Linked DNA regions of Mus musculus: region 1 is linked to region 2. Evidence: chromatin contacts called from public HiChIP or PLAC-seq data. All regions are on one chromosome and are shown on one strand. Each heading gives the region's core, a stretch centred on a gene start, on an enhancer-like site or on the middle of the called end of the contact. The rest is flanking DNA. Distances are from core to core; before and after follow the strand shown. Region 1 overlaps Mta3 (metastasis associated 3). Region 2 overlaps Kcng3 (potassium voltage-gated channel, subfamily G, member 3).

Evidence for each region. HiChIP or PLAC-seq counts read pairs in DNA pulled down with a chosen protein or histone mark.
Region 1: a contact with region 2 is called in an H3K27ac HiChIP or PLAC-seq map of the HPC-7 cell line, with 8 times the contacts expected there. The contact joins two enhancer-like sites. A contact is called at or near these places in 4 of 39 promoter capture datasets (HPC-7-derived erythroid cells, fetal liver, hematopoietic stem and progenitor cells and 1 more), 6 of 484 Hi-C or Micro-C datasets (the BV-2 cell line, the F1.1 cell line, bone marrow-derived macrophages and 3 more), 6 of 115 datasets of contacts at active chromatin or transcription factors (the HPC-7 cell line, embryonic stem cells, epiblast stem cells and 2 more) and 3 of 9 other capture datasets (adipose tissue, liver and pancreatic islet).

The regions. Positions count from the first base shown.
Region 1 is chr17:83,730,941-83,736,266 of GRCm38.p6, reverse strand. The region is part of intron 3 of Mta3 (metastasis associated 3); the gene reads right to left. Among named protein-coding and RNA genes, the nearest start is that of Mta3, 27 kb to the right of the region's middle. Within about 2 kb of position 3,861, at least 228 of the 459 cell types and tissues checked have an H3K27ac peak or open chromatin away from gene starts, as enhancers often do. A contact at or near this core is called in the HPC-7 cell line, where this site is marked.
Region 2 is chr17:83,605,745-83,611,439 of GRCm38.p6, reverse strand. All of the region lies in intron 1 of Kcng3 (potassium voltage-gated channel, subfamily G, member 3), which reads left to right. Among named protein-coding and RNA genes, the nearest start is that of Kcng3, 23 kb to the left of the region's middle. Within about 2 kb of position 1,404, at least 4 of the 459 cell types and tissues checked have an H3K27ac peak or open chromatin away from gene starts, as enhancers often do. A contact at or near this core is called in the HPC-7 cell line, where this site is marked.

The sequences.
Region 1 (5,326 bases), core at 2,612-5,111, 120 kb before region 2:
CCTGTTCCTAGTGACCCTGTTAAGATGGTGGCACAATGCCACCCAAGAGGAGAGCAAGCGATGCCCTTCTGAGAACTGTTCCTGTTTTCCAGTCTGAGAGCAAAGAGGTCCTCGCAGGAGTGAGGCAGGTGCTACCTGGGGTGCTGGGGACAGGGAGGGGGACAGTGACTTGGCCATGAGAAGCAGGGCCAGAGACCACGGGCAACACAAAGAGACCAAGTGGTGTGATGCCTCCCTTTCTTTAGTAACTTTTCTTCTGCAGTGATAGCACAACTCAGGGGCAAAGGGCCCACGTCACCCACACTTCCAGGTAACAAAGCGTCACTGAAAGGAAGTCAGGACAGGAACTCAAGACAGGGTAGGAAGCTGAAGCAAAAGCAGTTGGGGGGGTGGGAGGGGTGCTGCTTACTGGCTTGCTCAGTCTGCTTTCTTATACAACCCAGGACCACCCGACCAGGGGTGGCACCACCCACACTAATCAATCTTATGGAGGCATTTTTCTCAAGAGAATCCGTCTTCCCTAATGCCTGTAGCTTGTGTCAAGCTGACAAAAACTAGCCCGCACACCATCCTTCTCCTTCCTCCCTGGCAGACTCAGCTGGAGCAGACTGTGTTCAAGCTCCGGGGAAAACGGGAATGCAGAGTTAGAATGAGGCTGCAGTTAGAGGCAGGAAGGAGGTTGGCTGCTCTTCATGTAGAAAGCACAACGCAAGGGTAAACTTGGAACACCTGGCAGAATTCTTTTTTGTTGTTATTTTGTTTTGTTTGTTTGTTGAGACAGTCTGTATAGTCCTGGTTGTCTTGGAACTCACTCTGTAGACTAGGCTGGCCTCGAACTCAGAAATCCACCTGCCTCTGCCTCCCAAGCAATAGGACTAAAGGCGTGTGCCACCACTGCCTGGCCCTTGCAGAATTCTTACCTATGAAACCACAGGTGCCACATGGACAGAAGCAGATCTAACAATTCTTTGTCTGTTGCTTTTGTTTTTGAAGATAGAGTTTCTCTGTTGTAGCCTAGGCTGTACAACTAGCTCTGTGGACCAGGCTGGCCTGGAACTCAGAGATCTGCCTCAAAAGCACTGACTGGCACTAAAGGCTTGCGCCACCACCATCCGGTTCAGTTGTCACAATACTTATTGAGGGCCCAGGACCACAGAAGGCATCTTATCAAACACAATTCCCACAATTCTTTTTTGATTGTATGAGGACATGTCATATTCCCTAATTTCAAATTCTAAAGCTCTGAATTGAAAACAAGCCTGGAAAACTGAGTTTAAACATCTCACTTAGGAGCAGGCAAGTTGACTCAGCCGGGAAAGGCGCATGCCATGAAGCTGGGTGGCCAGAGTTCCAATCCCTGGGCCCCACATAATGGAAGTTGTTCTCTGACCTCTGTATATGCGCAGAGGTGGAGACAAAGGCACACACACACACACACACACACACACACAGTATCTATCAGACAATACAATAAAAGAAAGTTAAAGTCTCACTAAGCTCAAACAAAGAAGCAGCAATTGTAGCTTCCGTGAATGTTCTTTCTATCGATGTATGCACAGAGACACAGTTCTAAAGGCGCCGCCTACTTGCAAGTCCAATACCATCTCCCCGGCGGGGATCGATAAAGTTATTGCTGCATTGGCACTATTAGCACAGCAAATATCACATACAAAATTATGCTCCCTGCCTAATTGGAATTTGATAAATTGTTGCTATAAAAGACATGGCTAACTGAATTCTAATGGTGCCTTACAGAGCAAAAGGCGTCATTACATATCAGAATAACAACAGCAAACCTCACTTTTGGGGGTGGGGGAAACGGGGTTGGTTCTGTTGTTTTAGCTTTAAAATTTGTAGCCCTGGCTGGCCTGGAACTCTCTATGTAGACCGGGCTGGCCTTGACTCACTGAGATCTGCCTACCTCTCCCTCAAAAGTGTTAGGACCAAAACTGTGTGCCACTACTCCCAGCTTTTTTTTTTTTTTTTTTTCTTTTTAAATTGTGTATATGAAGGCCTAGAAAAACGGTTCAGTGGTCAAAAGCCCTGGCTGCTCTTCAAGAAGACCCGGGTTTGATTCTCAGCACCCACATAGTGATTCATAGCCATCTGTAATATCATTTCCAGGAGGTCCAATTCCCTCTTCTGGTGTCCACAGGCATGCACAGACACCCACATATATAAAAATAATTTTAATAAAAAAATAAATTATGAGTGCGTGTGTGTATGTGTGTGTGCTTGTGTGTGCATCACATACATACAAAACTTAGTTTTTAGAAAAGAATCCTTAAAATGTTGGGGCTTTTCCCTCCCCACCCCAACTCTTCTTCCTTCTTTTCTCTTCTATCTCCTCCTTTTCCTCTTCTTCCTCCTCCTCTTCTGAGACAGGGTCTCATGTACCCCAGGCTAGCTCTGAGCTATCTACCTAGCTGAGGATGGACTAACATTTCTGATCCTCCTGCCCTGTCTTCTGAATGCTGGACTTGCAGGCTCCAGCAGCCACCCTCTTTCCATGGTGCTAAGGTTCACCAGCAGGGCTCTATGCGTGCTGGGGGTGCATACCTGCTGGGGATACACACTGAGCCGCCTCCCCAGACCCTGGAATATTTTCTAGGCCAAATTTGAATGCATTTTTCTGAGAGAACACCTGCCCAGCAGTTCTCTTGCTCTGTAACCTAAAGACTTACTCACACTTTTAAGCCCCATTGAAGACCTCAAGCTTTTATTAATGGACATTATGCCTATCAAGATTTACTGTAAAAAAGAGCAGAATTTCTTTAAAGACTTATTTCTTTTTCTTTCTTCTTTCCATTAACTTATTTATTCATTTTACATCCCTATCACGGTTCCACCGGTCCTGCCAGTGCCCCCTCAAATGGCCCCTCCCTCTTCACCGCTGAGAAGGGGGAGGTCCCTCCCAGGAACCAACCCACCCGGGCAATCTCAAGTCACTGCAGGACTAGGCACATCCACACCCACTGAGGTCAGACAAGACAGCCCAGTTAGGGGAGCAGGATCTACAGGCAGGCAACAGAGTCAGGGGTCCAGTTGCTCCAATTGTTGGGGGACCCACATGAAGACCAAGTTGCACTTCTGCTACATCTGTGTGGGGGGCATAGGTCCAGCCCATGAATGCTCTTCTGTTGGTGGCTCAGTTTCTGGGGGCCTCCAAGGGTCCTAAAGACTTAATAATTATGTATCCAGGAGAATGTGCTCTCAATGCAGGTGCCCACGAGTACAGTGCCTACAACGGCCAGGAGAGGGCGCTGGATCCCTGCGGCTTGAGTTACAGGTCTCTGTGTCCCAATGTGGAAACTGAACTCAGGTCCCCTGCAAGAGCAGTGAACTAAATGCCGAAGTTACTTCTTTAAACTTAAAACAAAAAAAGGAATATGTAGGGTGGGGATGTGCACCTGAGTGCAGGTATCCCTGAAAATGAGCCAGGTCCCCCAGAGGAGAATTACAGATGCTAACAAGCTGCCAAATCCGGTCCTTAATAACAGCAGTGTGTGTTCTTAACCTCGGAGCCTACATTCCAGAATTCATTCAATCCAGAATTTATTTTTGTTTTTTGTTTTTGTTTTTGTTTTTTAATTTCTTGTTTTGTTTTATTTTTGTTTTTGGAGACAGGGTCTCTGTGTAACCCTGGCTGTCCTGGAACTCACTCTGCAATCTAGGCTACCTCGAATACAGAGATCTGCTTGCTTCTGCCTTACAAGTGCTGGGATAAAAGGCATGTGCCACTACATAGAGCCGAAAAATTTTAAGCAAACTACAAGCACACATTCTATCAGCAGGGAAACTGTCACCCTCAAGTGCCATCCGGTCTCTGCAGAACTCCCGGCCTGATGAGCAGCTGGTGCCGGCAAGGTTAGTGTGGTTTTGAACGTTACTCTGACCTCACAGAAGGGAGTGGAAATGAGCAGTCCACGCACAGGAAGTCAGCGGGAAGAGAAGGCCGTCTGAAATGGTCCTTTCACACAGTGAGCTGCCATGACTCATCAGTTCTACAGCGAGTCAGGATCCCATCAGAAATAAGCTACTTCTGCTTTACATTTATTCAAAGAACACTGCATCTGGCAAAGGCTGCCCAGTCTTATAATAAATCAAAATCCATCTGGGATTCTGTAGCCTTAGCGTGCCACCATGCAACTTTCCGCTCGCTGTAAACTGTGAAACTTCAGAAGCGAAAATAAAAGAGCCACAAGTGTCTTAGCTAGGGGTTCGATTGCTGGGACAGAACACCACGGCCAAAGCAACTCGGGAAGGAAAGGGTACCCCAGCTTACTAGGCTCGGTCACACCCACCACTAAAAGAAGTCAGGACAGGAATGCAGAGGGACCTGGAGCAGGAGCTGATGCAGAGGCCATGGAGGGTGCTGCTTACTGCCTTGCTTTCAGGATTTGCTCAGCCTGATTTCTTATAGAACCCAGGACCTCCTGCCTACAGAGGGCTGGGACCTCCCACATCAATTATTAATCAAGAAAATGCCACAAAGGCCAATCATTTTCCCAATTGTGGTTCCCTCGTCTCAGGTAACTCTAGGTGTCAAGATGACAACAGACAACCAGCACAAGAAGTAGCCTTCCTCTCCAGCTCACTCCCAGCCCCGTCCTCCCAGAGCATCCTCCTCCTGAACTCACTCCCAGCATGGTCCTAGGGCTTCCTCCTCTCAGCTAACCACCAGCACTGCTCTCGCAAAACATTACCGTCCTGAATTTACCAGCACTGTCTTCCCTAAGCACAGTCGAGCATTTCTTCCCATAATAAACTACGTAAAAAGGATCCACATGCCTGTAATCCCACCACTCTAGAGACCTAGGCAGGAAAGACTTACGTGAGTTCAAAAACAGCCATAGTGAATTCCAGAGTAGTCAGGACTACAATTTCCAGTACCCAAATTTAGACCCAAATCCACAAAGTTGTCCTGACCACCACGTAAGCAACATGGTACACACATACAAATAAATAGATATTAAAATTTTAAAATAGGGTCGGGGGTACTGAAGTGGGGGAGTAAGAAGGGTGATACAGAAGGAGAGAGGAGGGGACATAAACACTAAGGACATTTGAAAGATATTCTTTTGTAAGCTTACTTAATAATACCTACATCATGTGTATGTGTCCCTATCCGTGTGTGTGTGTGTGTGTGTGTGTGTGTGTCCATGTATTTATGTTGCATATACATCTATACTTTTATTGTTACAGGGTGATAATATTCTCCCAGGAGCCATAGACTAATAAAAATCCCAGTGACAGACATGGGACACCTCACGGAAGTAGTTAGTCAAGGAATCTAAGAGAACAATACAATACACACAGATAATTG
Region 2 (5,695 bases), core at 155-2,654:
ATGTCTGATCCCAGGAGCAGGAGTAATGGATGGTTGTGCAGCCACCACACGGTGCTGAGAATAGATCCGGGGTCTTATGCAAGAGTAACACACGCTCTAAACTGCTGAGCCATCTCTCCAGCCCCTTAATTGTTTTTAAATAACACCCAAATCCCCCAAACACATTTCATTTCATCCTAAGTATTCACTAGACTGATAAAACAGCTAGATTCACAAGTAATAAATTTTTTATAGCATTACTGCATTTAAATATGTTACTAAATCCCATTATAAGAAAATGTAGTGCTGGGTGTGATGGTACACACTTTTAATCCCAGCACTTGGGAGATGGGCATAGAGATCTCTGAATTTGAGGCTAGCCTGGTCTATAGGATAAGTTTCAGTACAGGAAACCCTTGCTTTTTTTCTTTTTTCTTTTTCTTTTTCTTTTCTTTTTTCTTTTTTTCCCGAGACGGGGTTTTTCTGTGTGGCCCTGGCTGTCCTGGAACTCACTCTGTAGACCAGGCTGGCCTCAAACTCAGAAATCCACCTGCCTCTGCCTCTCAAGTGCTGGGATTAAAGGTGTGCGCCACCACATCCAGCTTTTTTCTTTTTTATATATTTTTTCTTTTCTTTTTTTTTAAAGATTTATTTATTTTATGTGAGTATATTGTTGTTGTCCTCAGACACACCAGGAGAGGGTGTCCAATCCCATTTGTGAGCCACCATGTGATTGCTGGGAATTGAACTTAGGACCTCTGGAAGAGCAGCTTTCTCTCTCTCTCTCTCTCTCTCACACACACACCCCAAGAAAAGTGAATTTCTTAAAGGGGGGCAACGGGAATAAGTGGCTAAGGACCCGTGCTTTTCTTGACGAGAACCTGTTTGGTTTCCTAGCACACAACTTGAGCTCCATGGGGTCTGAAACACTTCTGGCTTCCTTAGGTACCTGCATTCAAAAACACATGCCCACAGTCAGGTGGACAGACAGACAGACAGACAGACATACAGACACACACACACAGACACACACACACAGACACACACACACACACAGTTGCTGTCTACAGTGGGAACAAGCTGACTGCAGACACAGGAAACTAGCTGGGGGTCAACAGTCAGGCTCTGCAGGAGTCATGCTTAGGACTGGACCGGAAAGCCTGATGTTAGTCACCAAGAAAGGTGGATATGTGCATGGAGAAGGAGACTTGAGACAGACATGCCCTGCCTCTTGTTTGGGACAAGCAGACAGCAGCCCAGGCGACTGTGACTATAATCATGATGTTAGCTTTTATCTGGTGACAGTTGGGTGTCAGCTCTACTCTGTACTCAAATGGATCTTGCTACTTGTGTGTGCTGTGCTTTTGGCTGGTGGTTTCTGAAGATCCACCCTTGGTTGCTTTAGTCCTGTTGCTCAGGGCCTGTGGTTGGGCAGAACTGGGGTGGTGAGTGGTGGGGGAGGGGGCATGGGCAGGGAGCATTTGGGCAGGGAGCACCTTACTGTTTGAGTCCCTAATAGGCTTGTGTGTTTGAACACTTGGTTCCCAGGTGATGATGCTCATTTTGGGGGAGACTGTAGAACTTTAGAAAGTCAGCCTCGCTGGAGAAAGGGGGTGACGGGGGTGGTGGGTCCTTAGGGCTGTGTTAGCCCTGCTCCTTTCTCTCATGTGCTCCAGTTCCTGGTCTGTCAGATGACTAAGGAGCCACCTCCTCATGACCTTGCTGCCTTGAGCTTCGTCACGGCTTCTGCACATGGTGTATGGCCTCCCCCCAGTCTGAGCCACATGAACCCTCTTCCCCTGAACCATCACTGCTGCTTTATTACAGCCATGAGAAAAAAGAACTAATACAGAGCTTGATTGATGGACCTCCTCCTCCCCCCTCCCCCCTCCCCCTCCTCCCCCTCCTCCCCCCCCTCCCCCTCCTCCCCCTCCCCCTCCTTCCCCCTCCCCCTCCCCCTCCCCCTCCTCCTCCTCCTCCTTCTTCTTCTTCTTCTTCAAGTCAGGGCCTCTTCCTAGCCCAGGCTATATACAAGCTCACTACATAGTCCAGGCTAGCCTCACGCTTACAATCCTCTGCCTCTACCGAAGTACAGGTCACGTGACACCTGTAATTCTCATGCCCTGTTTAAACTGTTTTTATATGCATATTGGAACTGTCTACAGAAGTGTCCTCCACCCCAGCCTCTGAAGTATTATTGATGTCTTGATGTCTATAGTGAGTACCTAATATTACAGAAATTAAATGAAAATATTCTGAATTGAACTCTGGATGCGTTATTGATCTGTAGTTAGAAAATGGCAAGTGATACCAGTCAAAATGACTTCATTTTTAAAAATCACTCTTTTGAAGTTTATTTTCTACATTTATAGCTACAGTATTTATATCTGCATACATATTCTGCAGTTGCTCCGTAGCCATAAAGCTATAGTTGGAATCAAAATGGTAAAATGTTATTAAAGAAAAGCGTTGGTATCGGTTTTTATAAGATCTTGTTTGAAGAGGGGAGTGGGTGACATCCCTTCTTGTTGTGATTCTTTTAGGAAGGAATTGCCATTTAAATGCAGAGGGCACAGAAAAGGAAGGGGCAGTCCTGGCTTGAAGGTTTCTTACTGCATCCTGGCATCCTCCAGGGTATAATACCTGTATGCGGAGCACCGTGGGAGGAGCCAGGAAGTTGCTCCTGGGCGAGATGGAGAATGAGGTCTGAGAGGACACTCGCTGGTGGTCTGGGTTTTTGTGGCTTCTCTAGGAATCCTTTTAGAACCACAGATTTGGAGTTGTGCACCATGGCTGCCCACCTAACCTAGAACATGGCGGTCTTCTGAAACCCAGGCTTCGGCTTCGTTGAAAGATTGCTCCTAATTCTTGGTCAGTCAGACAGACGCAGTGTTCCTGGTTCTTAGGCACCGCTCCAGAGGTAAGGACAAGACGACCCAGGCTTTCTGTGGGAAGGTCATACGCCAGCCAAAGGATGGGGTTGACGACATTCCTGAGTGAGGTCTGCTCCTAAAAGATGATTACTGCTTTCACAGCTCTTACAAAAGCCAAGGGAGGCCGGCAGGATGGCTTAATGGGCAAAGTGCTTATGGTACATGAGCCTGGGCTTGAGTCCCAGGACCCACGTAAAGGAGGAAGGAGGGAAACCACTCTGAAGAGGAGAAAATGATCCAAGTGGCCGTGCCATGAAGTACGATTCTGAGTGGGCTTTGCTCTCCTCACTGCCCTTGCACTTTACAGAAAGCCCCACGGGCTCTGCCTGGCTTCTTTCAACCCTCACCACTCCATAGGCCATCTAAGACAGCATGGCTATGCTGTGTGTGCACCGCCAGCCAGCCAGCCAGCCAGAGTCTCGTCAGAGACTGCTCAGTGTCCTCCTCTTACTTCATGTCTAGCATCTGCTAGTATGGCCTTGAGTTTCCCTGGTGAGCACTGGTGCATCCTGACTGACAGCATTGCCAGCCATCCCACAGCCGTCCCTATCCTGAGTGTTCCCACAGCCCTCTTGCTTCCCACTTCACAGGCCGGCCACCGGGGCTGGCACATAGTAATCACTGACGAAATGCTGAGGGAGTGGTGGATCCATCTGCTGTCAGATCTTTAATGGAGTCCCTGTGTCTTTAAGGAAGGCTACAACTTGACCTTCAAGTCTCTCTGCTCCTCGAGCATTGATGTCTTCCTTTTGTACATCTTACTTGGCCACCAAGGACTAGGGGGTGCCCTGAGGTACGCTGCTCACTTCATAGCTCCTACGCTTTGCATTTCCCATGGTCATTATATGCTTTGGAGTCTTCTCTGTCTGTCTCTTTCTCTCTCTGTATCTGTTTCTCTCTCTCTCTCTCTCTCTCTCTCTCTCTCTCTCTCTCTCCCTTTCTCTCCCTCCCTTCATTAATACTGTTCTAGTCCCCAACTAGCCTCTCCCCAAACTGAGGTGTCCATGGCCAAGTACCCAAGCTATGCCTGGGGCCTGTTGCCTGTTTCCTCATCTGGAAAATAGATATGGCACCATGACAGCAGGAAATTAGGGAACAAAAAAAGAGAGAAACAGACAAACTAGGGGACTCCAAAGGGTGATTGTAATATATACCTAAAGACCTGGTTTGTTTACTTTTTAAAAATTGTGTGATGTGTGTGTGTGTATACACGACCTTGTATATGTGCACATACTCACAAGCACATATGTGTACACATGTGAAGGTCAGAGAACAGTTTGTTGGCTCTCTCCTTCCATGATGTGGTCCTACAGAATAAACGCAGGTTGTCAGATTTAGCAGTAACCTCACACTTAGCACGCGCGCGTACACACACACATACACACACAAACAGGATGTACATTTTACAGTACCTTCTAACTGAAAATTCAACTTTTTCACGAACACAGTAAAAGCTAGATCCCCATCCTTTACTTTGGAATCTGCTGCCTACCTGCCCCATCTGTAGTGACCCTGTCTTAGTCAGCATTGTGTTCTGTGAAGAGATGCTAGGACAGGGCAGTTCTCAGGAAGGAAAGCATTTCATTGGGGCTGGCTTCCAGGTTCGGTTTATTGTTGGTCTGATCATCATGGCGGGAAGCCTGGCAGCACGCACACAGACATGGTGCTGGAGAAGGAGCTGAGAGTTCTACATCTGGATCCACAGGCAGGAGGAAGAGAGAGACACAGGCCTGGCTAGGGCTTTTGAAACCCCAAGTCCCACCCACAGTGATACATTTCCTCCAACAAGGCCATACCTCCTTATCCTTTGGGAGTAGCACCATCTCAGCAAGCAAGTATTCAAATCTGTGAGACAATGGGGGCCATTCTTATTCAAACCACCACAGCCTGTTAGTGACTTGATTCTCTGACTAGTACTTACCTATAGATATGACCTGATTTTCTTGAGGCACCCCATCAGCTGCCGTTCAGTGAGCAGCTCCCAGAGTACCACTCGCTTCTAGCTTTTCCCCTCCATCTCTGTTACCCATTGCTTGTTACTGTTACCTTCCCTAGGGACATTGTTATTATTGTTATTTTACTTTAAAAGTGTTACAAGCCAGGCAGTGGTGGCGCAGGCCTTTAATCCCAGCACTTGGGAGGCAGAGGCAGGCGGATTTCTGAGTTTGAGGCCAGCCTGGTCTACAAAGTGAGTTCCAGGACAGCCAGGGCTATACAGAGAAACCTTGTCTCGAAAAACAAAAAATAAATAAATAAATTAATTAATTAATTAAAAAAAAGTCTAAAGTTTAAGGTCTCTTCTGAGATTTATCAAATCACTTAATTGTAATCCCCAAAGCAAGACAAAAAAACTGCTGGGGAAACTCCAAATTCTACATCTCCACGTCTGATGTCAAAGCGGTCTTCAGATCTCCAACTCCTTTTCATCTTTGTTGACTGCAACGAGCTTCTTTTCCTGGGCTGGTTCCACTCCCTGTTAGTTTTCCTTAGCAGATAGCCCACGGCTCTGTCGTCTCAAACATCTTGGGGTCTCCAAGGCAACTTCAATGTTACAACTTCTTGTTTCAATGTCTGGGGTCCACACATGATCTTCTGGGCTCCTCTGAAGGCTGCTGTCACTTCTCCAGCTCTGCCCTCTGTAGCACTCTAAGCTCAGGTTGATCCACTCCACTGCTGCTGCTGTTCTTGGTGATCATCCCATGGTACTGGCATTTTCCAGTACACTGGGGTCTTCTGCTGCAACTAGGCTTCACCAATAGCCTCTCATAGGCTCTTTTCATGGT